2 separate regions of the Anas platyrhynchos genome follow, and region 1 is linked to region 2. Evidence: chromatin contacts called from public Hi-C data. All regions are on one chromosome and are shown on one strand. The core of a region is the stretch at or near the end of the contact, and the rest is flanking DNA. Distances in the headings are between cores, read along the strand shown. Region 1 overlaps LOC110352036 (a long non-coding RNA gene). Region 2 holds the start of METTL14 (methyltransferase 14, N6-adenosine-methyltransferase non-catalytic subunit).

The links. Hi-C and Micro-C count contacts between places; a contact is called where the count stands out from the background.
Region 1: a contact with region 2 is called in a Hi-C map of liver, with 2.1 times the contacts expected there. The contact joins the enhancer-like site here to the promoter of METTL14 in region 2. A contact is called at or near these places in 3 of 8 Hi-C or Micro-C datasets (F1 follicle, liver and small yellow follicle).

The regions. Positions count from the first base shown.
Region 1 is chr4:4,277,848-4,281,120 of IASCAAS_PekinDuck_T2T, forward strand. It overlaps LOC110352036 (a long non-coding RNA gene), which reads right to left. Exons shown (of 2, transcript XR_011808761.1): 2 at 2,588-3,273. Among named protein-coding and RNA genes, the nearest start is that of PRSS12, 41 kb to the left of the region's middle. Within about 2 kb of position 1,459, at least 1 of the 8 cell types and tissues checked has an H3K27ac peak or open chromatin away from gene starts, as enhancers often do.
Region 2 is chr4:4,221,868-4,225,357 of IASCAAS_PekinDuck_T2T, forward strand. It overlaps METTL14 (methyltransferase 14, N6-adenosine-methyltransferase non-catalytic subunit), which reads right to left and starts at 2,135. Exons shown (of 12, transcript XM_038178989.2): 1 at 1,992-2,135; 2 at 1,247-1,464; 3 at 969-1,057. The coding sequence starts at 1,312.

The sequences.
Region 1 (3,273 bases), core at 209-2,708, 55 kb after region 2:
AACAATTAGGCTGATGCAGCAGATAGGAGAACAAGAAACTCTGCATGAAATCAGTAAGCTAGTGGTAACAAAAAAGTTGGATTTTTTTTGTGCTGAGTAACAGCACATGCAGTTAGCTAAGGTATTAAGACTTCAGACCTACCCCATCCAAACTATGTACCTTCTCACATGCAGCAAGTCCTATTCCATTTATTTTCCATAGAAAACAGAAGCTGATCACAATTTCCTGCAAATATAACAAAGCAAGGATGAACAAATTCAAAAAGAAGCTTGTATTTACCTTTGCAAAGGAAAAAGACCGGGTTGGGTACAAGGTGGAGAGGTGTGAACTGCTGGATGTAACTGCAGATGGAGCAGGGTGCAGAAAAGTAAGTAGCATCTATGAAGGTAAGAGCTAAAATGCAAGATGAATGGATGGGAAAAATAGAAAAACAGTTGTTTGGGAATTAAATTTTAGGAGAAATCCTGAAAAACAAGCCATCCTAAACCACAGAGAAACGAAAAAGCTGCTTCATGTAAGAATACCTCTGTCATTACTTCAGTAACGAAGAAAACAGATTTTAACTACCGTCTGTGCAGGGGACTGCATGCTTGTAGAAAGTTTCTACCACTGGAAAGGCTACATAATCTCTCTAAGAGCTCTCACAAGAGATACTTGCAATAAACATCAGAGTTCAAACTCTTCTATTTGACCATAACCCTGAAAAAAAAAATAAAAATCCTCCCTTGATTGAAACCCACTGTGTAAATCCTAAATATACAGCAAAGGAGCTCCAAACTAGATGTTCACATATCTGACCTGGAGGCCGGGTGAAGCCATCAGGCTTGTTACTTCAGCCTGTGTCCTGCCTGCCACAACCTGTTCCCAAGAATCTTAAAGCTACTTCCCCCAATGATGAGACTCAGGTGGAAATCCCAGTGACTCGTGATTTGGCTCCCACAGGGAACTGACAGGAGAGCTGCATGGCCCTCCTGTGACTTACAAGCACTAATGCAAAAGGATCCTCAGTTACAGGAGCCAGAGAGATCGGTTTTCAAAGGGCAACTAATTAAAAAACAACTTATTATACACTGAAACTGATGAAACATTGATCAAAAAAAGGCAGCTATTGCCTGGTAAGAGGAGATACGAAAGGCTTTTTTGGATAACACACAGACAGCCACGAGCATGCCATAGCTAAAGGCTGCCACCAGAAGGCCTAAACTTAGCACTTCAGCAAACTTGAAAGAAAATGCTTCTCTACAGACCTTCATGCTATTTTCTTACATTTTGTACTCTTTATTAATACTGTTTAATGCCTTTCACATCCCTGGAGTAACTGATCTCCAACCCTACTCCTGCTTCTTCCTATTTTGTTTGCCTACATCTGGCTTTTTCCATGGAATCAAAGCCAGTCACAGAAAACAGACCTCAAAACCTGAGCAAACCATTTCACATGATGGGTCCCTGACAGACCAGCCATCCCAACTGCACCTGGGGTTGTAGCACCTTGCTGCCCTCACCTCGTTCTGGACATAGCTGCAGCCCTCTCTTGGCCACCAGCAACCTAGCATTTTCTTGTTCAAGATAACCAAGTAACTGCCCTTTTAGAACAGCTTGGCTAGCTTCTTTTAGGAAAGCACACGTTAATGCAGAAGTCCACTTTCAGATAAGAGGAAATTCACAGTACATGCTCGTGATTATCAGCTACCAGATTTGGCAGTCACAGATTTGTAATCCTACATAGGAAATATTATATGATAGGGTTGTATGCAGAGCTGCTTGAAAGAGAAGTAACCACACACCACCAATTAAACAGGTGTAGTAACACTTATAGCTCCACACAGAATATACATTCAGCTTTATTTTGTCATCAATGGCAGTACTAAAAAAAATTTCCTATGATGACAGCTCCCTGGTCTTCCTACCAGACTTTCCTATTCCAAAACTTCACTAAGTCATTTCCTGAGATCTAATCCACGTTGTAATTTAAATCTGCAACTCCCCTCACATCCACTTCAAATAGGATTTTATTACTCCCTCAGTCATCAACTACACTAGATTTACTGCAGTGCCTACCTGATCTCAGTTCTAGCTTGATGTCCTCCCTCCCCCCCCATCGTTTCCATTCTTTCAGAGCCATCCACTTCAATTTTTCAGTTTGGAATGATTTGCAAAGGATTTCCTTACTAACAAAGATATTCCACAGGAAGTTCTAACTGGCAGAGAACTGCAATTATCTACAACTAAGTTTGCTTACACATTTCGGAAGTGAAAGCTTGATCTTGTCCCATTCTTTAAACCACATTAGGTAAAACATCCCTCAACAACTAGAACTGAGCTATTGGTTATGTTCAAAATACTTGTCCTCCCCTGCAGCAGTAATGTCTGATTAAGACCATGTGGCCTGTGGAATGTTTCCCAGACAGAATCAGTCAGTCACTACTTTGGCCTGAAACCACACAGAGCTGCAAATACAAGGCCCAGCTACCAAGATGTGTATCCACACAACAAGCACGTTTAGCCATGCATCAGTGATTCCCAAGTTCGTAGGCAAGTCTAGTCTTTGTTATCAGTACACTTATAAGGAAGAAGCGACACTTTCAGTGAATCTCAATGTCTTTTTATTGACTCATTAATACATTTGAATGCATCACAATCGCATATATTGAAATTAAGACTGTGGATGTTCACATGCATTTTCTAGACTTCCCAAACTTACCTTTGTCTTTTGGACTACACGTATACTCCTTGAGACCTTTCTAAGGCAGTTTATTTAGCAGCAGAAAAGCAGCCATCAAAAGGTGCACATCATCAGATTTAAAAATACTGCAGTACGGTCAGCCATGTGACAGCATAGCCACTGAACAACTGAGAGATTGTAATAGCTTAAAATTTAGAGATGGCCCTAAGGCAGGAGCAGACAAATTTTGGAAGGCAGCACAGAAAAAAAACATAGTTGGGATAAGGTTAATGTAATTTGTGGACGAAGCTGTCCTGTTCCGATTGCTCGTGGAGTAGTTTGTGATTCACCCACAGTGAGATTAAGACACAAACAAGGTCAAATGTTGTCTACCAGATTACTTTTATATGTGGATCAAAAGAGAAGTGGTAGTTAAGAAAAAATTAATAGAAAAAGTATGGAAATAAAAGCAAAGGGATCTTACAGATTGCAAGTGATGGTCACCACCATAGCATCCCATTGATCTGCTGTCTTCAGTGATCTGGTGTGGAGGGTCCCTAATGTCTTGCAAAAGTACTGTCTTTTATAGTGTTCCCTTGTGCTTTTTTCC
Region 2 (3,490 bases), core at 885-3,384:
CTCAAACCGTAAGAACTTTTAAACTAAACTGCACTGTAACTGCTCTTAGTGAGAGCTGTGGGACAGCACAGGCAGCATAGCCTAAAATAACACCTCAGTTCAGCTTCACAGTAACTTTCTAACACAAGAGCCTTGATTTGTGAACTGCTGTTAGAGGTTTTGACTAAACAAACACACATCTCATTAAGAGTTTGGATGCGAGTGATTAGAATCATAGAATCATAGAATATCCTGAGTTGGAAGGGACCCTTAAGGATCATCAAGTCCAACTCTTGACACCGCACAGGTCTACCCAAAAGTTCAGACCATGTGACTAAGCGCACAGTCCAATCTCTTCTTAAATTCAGACAGGCTCGGTGCAGTGACCACTTCCCTGGGGAGCCTGTTCCAGTGTGCAACCACCCTCGCCGTGAAGAACCCCCTCCTGATGTCAAGCCTAAACTTCCCCTGCCTCAGCTTAACCCCGTTCCCGCGGGTCCTGTCACTGGTGTTAATGGAGAAAAGGTCTCCTGCCTCTCAACACCCCCTTACGAGGAAGTTGTAGACTGCGATGAGGTCTCCCCTCAGCCTCCTCTTCTCCAGGCTGAACAGGCCCAGTGCCCTCAGCCGTTCCTCGTACGTCTTCCCCTCCAGGCCCTTCACCATCTTCGTAGCCCTCCTCTGGACACTCTCCAACAGTTTCATGTCCTTTTTATACTGTGGTGCCCAGAACTGCACACAGTACTCGAGGTGAGGCCGCACCAGCGCAGAGTAGAGCGGGACAATCACCTCCCTCGACCTACTAGCGATGCCGTGCTTGATGCACCCCAGGAAACATTAACGCGCTGCCTTTCACCCCGACTTCCACGTTTATCCGTGAGCGGCATGCTCCCACTTTGCTGCCCGCAGAGCGACCCCCCCCAGCCGTTTGCCAGCGTTACAAAGCACCGCGGGCTGCCTGCTGCCGGCGGGGGCAGGCCCGTACTGACCGGCACGTCTCCCTGGTCTCGGCGATCTCCCGCTGGTCATCCTTACTGTTCAGCACGGCGCCGATGCTGTCCGCGCTTTCGGCTCCCAGCTGGAGGAGAGGTGGCACAAGCTGACTCCCGGGTCACCGCCCCGAGGCCCTGCCGGTCCCCGCCGCCCCGCGCCCCGCTCCCAGCGCCAACGGCCGCCGCCGACCGTTAACGGCACGGCCGCACCTGGCGCTGCGCGTGGGGGGAGTGCGGGGCAGGGAAGGGGCGGGGCGGGCAGTGCCCGTCGGTACCTGCTGGGCCAGGAGCTGCCGGCGCAGCTTCTGCCGCTCGCGGATCTCCTGCAGGCGGCTGTTCATCCCCGCCGGGCCGCCCTGTGCCGCGCCGCGCCGCGCCGCGCCGCGCCGTGCCGCCGGGATCCCCACCGCGCGTCACTTCCACCCCCTCTGCCAATGGGGCAGCGCCGTGGCGGAGGAGCGGCCGCGGCCATGTCGGTTGAGGGCAGCGGGGCCTGGAAGCTGAGAGTCAGGGCGAGGCGGGCGGGAGAAGCCGCCTCCTGCCACCAGCGCCGCCCCCAGCACCGTGTCCCCAAGCACCGTGTCCCCAAGCACCGTGTCCCCAAGCACCGTGTCCCCAAGCACCGCGTCCAGCCTCTCCGTGAACACCCCCAGGGGCGGTGACTCCCCCACCTCCCTGGGCAATCCGCCCCAAGGCCTGCCTGCTCCTTCTGGGCAGAAATGGTTCCTCGTTGCCAGCCTGGCCCTCCCCTGGCACAGCTCGAGGCCGTTCCCTCTGCTCCTGGCACAGCTCCCTGTGAGCAGAGGCCGCCCCCAGCTCCCCACACCTTCCTTTCAGGCAGTTGCAGAGAGCAATGAGGTCTCCCCTGAGCCTCCTCTCCTCCAGCCCCAACACCCCCAGCTCCCTCAGCTGCTCCTCACAGGCCTTGTGCTCCAGGCCCCTCACCAGCTTCAGAGCCCTGCTCTGGACACGCCCCAGGGCCTCGATGATGGCTCTCTCATAATGATGGACCATTTTTACCTGGAATTGTTGGACCAAAAGATGTGGGCACCACGGCTGCACAGTGACCCTCAGCTCTGTTACACAGCGCGTGGTGTTCCTCTCCAGGTACCTTGGTGCCAGGAGCCATCCCAGTTCCACGATACAAGCCGGTCACTCTCCTTCCTGGATAGTATCCACACCAATGACATTATGCAGATCGCACGTGAAACAGAGACAGATACATGAGGAAAAGGAAATTAGAACCCTGCAGACTAATGCAGAAGCAACACTTCTAACATCCACGTTTCCCAGTGATTGCGTATCATAGGAAAATGATGGAGATTTTAACTGTTAAAAAAATCCCAAGAGGTGATTTATTATCTCCTTAGAGAATACATTACTAGCTACACTCTCCTATCTATGGAAATGGTATGGAAAAGGAAATGCCATCCCATACTATTGCACGCTTATTTGATACAGTTGGCTGTAATGAATACAGTGGAAGTGCCTGCACAGTAACAAAATCACTTCCTCCTGGATGTGATATGATGAAGGTAGTGTGAGCTTGCATTCCATTTTTAGAACTGGTTGCTAAGACAAGCTAATCTTTACAAACACTAATGGTTATAGAAAATGTTGTGCTATATACATACACTGCTTCCAAATTAAAAGCCTATATTTTTGCAGGACGTTCCTTGCCTTTATTTTCTGTGCACACCACACTTTTGGGCCTCTGAGCTTAGTCTGCAATCTGTGGTCTTTTTTTTTTGTTTTGTTTTTTTTTGTCCTTTTAAAATAATGATCAGGCCAAATTTTGCTCATCTGAAGTGAAGAAGAGCTACACACATGCATATACCATGCCATACTCCAATCTACAGGTATGAGCTTGATTACTGATACTGGTGTGTTTTCACTACATCATGATTTTCTATGGCCTTGAACCTTACCATGGAATCGTCAAAAAGAACTAATCAAATTGTCTAACTTATCCTCATCCTGATGCCATCCCTAACATTGTGTCAAACCCACAAACATGCAGTGCTAGAGATGCATCAACATACCTGGGCAATCCATGCCAGACTTCATGGTACTTAACAGTTAGATTTTTTTTTGCCTCCTCTGCAGTCTGAATATTTGTTGCTGGAATTTATAACTGCTACTTTTTATACAGACTACAAGAGAAATATACTTCATTCTGCTCACCACGAGCATTCAGAATTTGTTTCTCTTCTCCAACAGTCTATGCTGTCTGGGAAGACTGCTGCTGTATTTCTTGTCACTCTACTGTTTTGTGGACAGAGACTTCTGATCTCTTTCCCTCCTGCAGTCTCATCTGATCGAGTCAACTCTTTCTCAAATGGCTATTTACAAAATGAGGCATTCAGCTGCAATGCTGTAGGAAATACAGACCTGGTGTAGTATGCACTGTAGGCTCCAGACCTGTTCAGGAATATCAGTGCAGGTTTCCTCATTTTTGCAACAAATGATTTTGTTAAAGTTCATTCAGCTCTGATCCATTACCCAGATTTGCTCCTTCA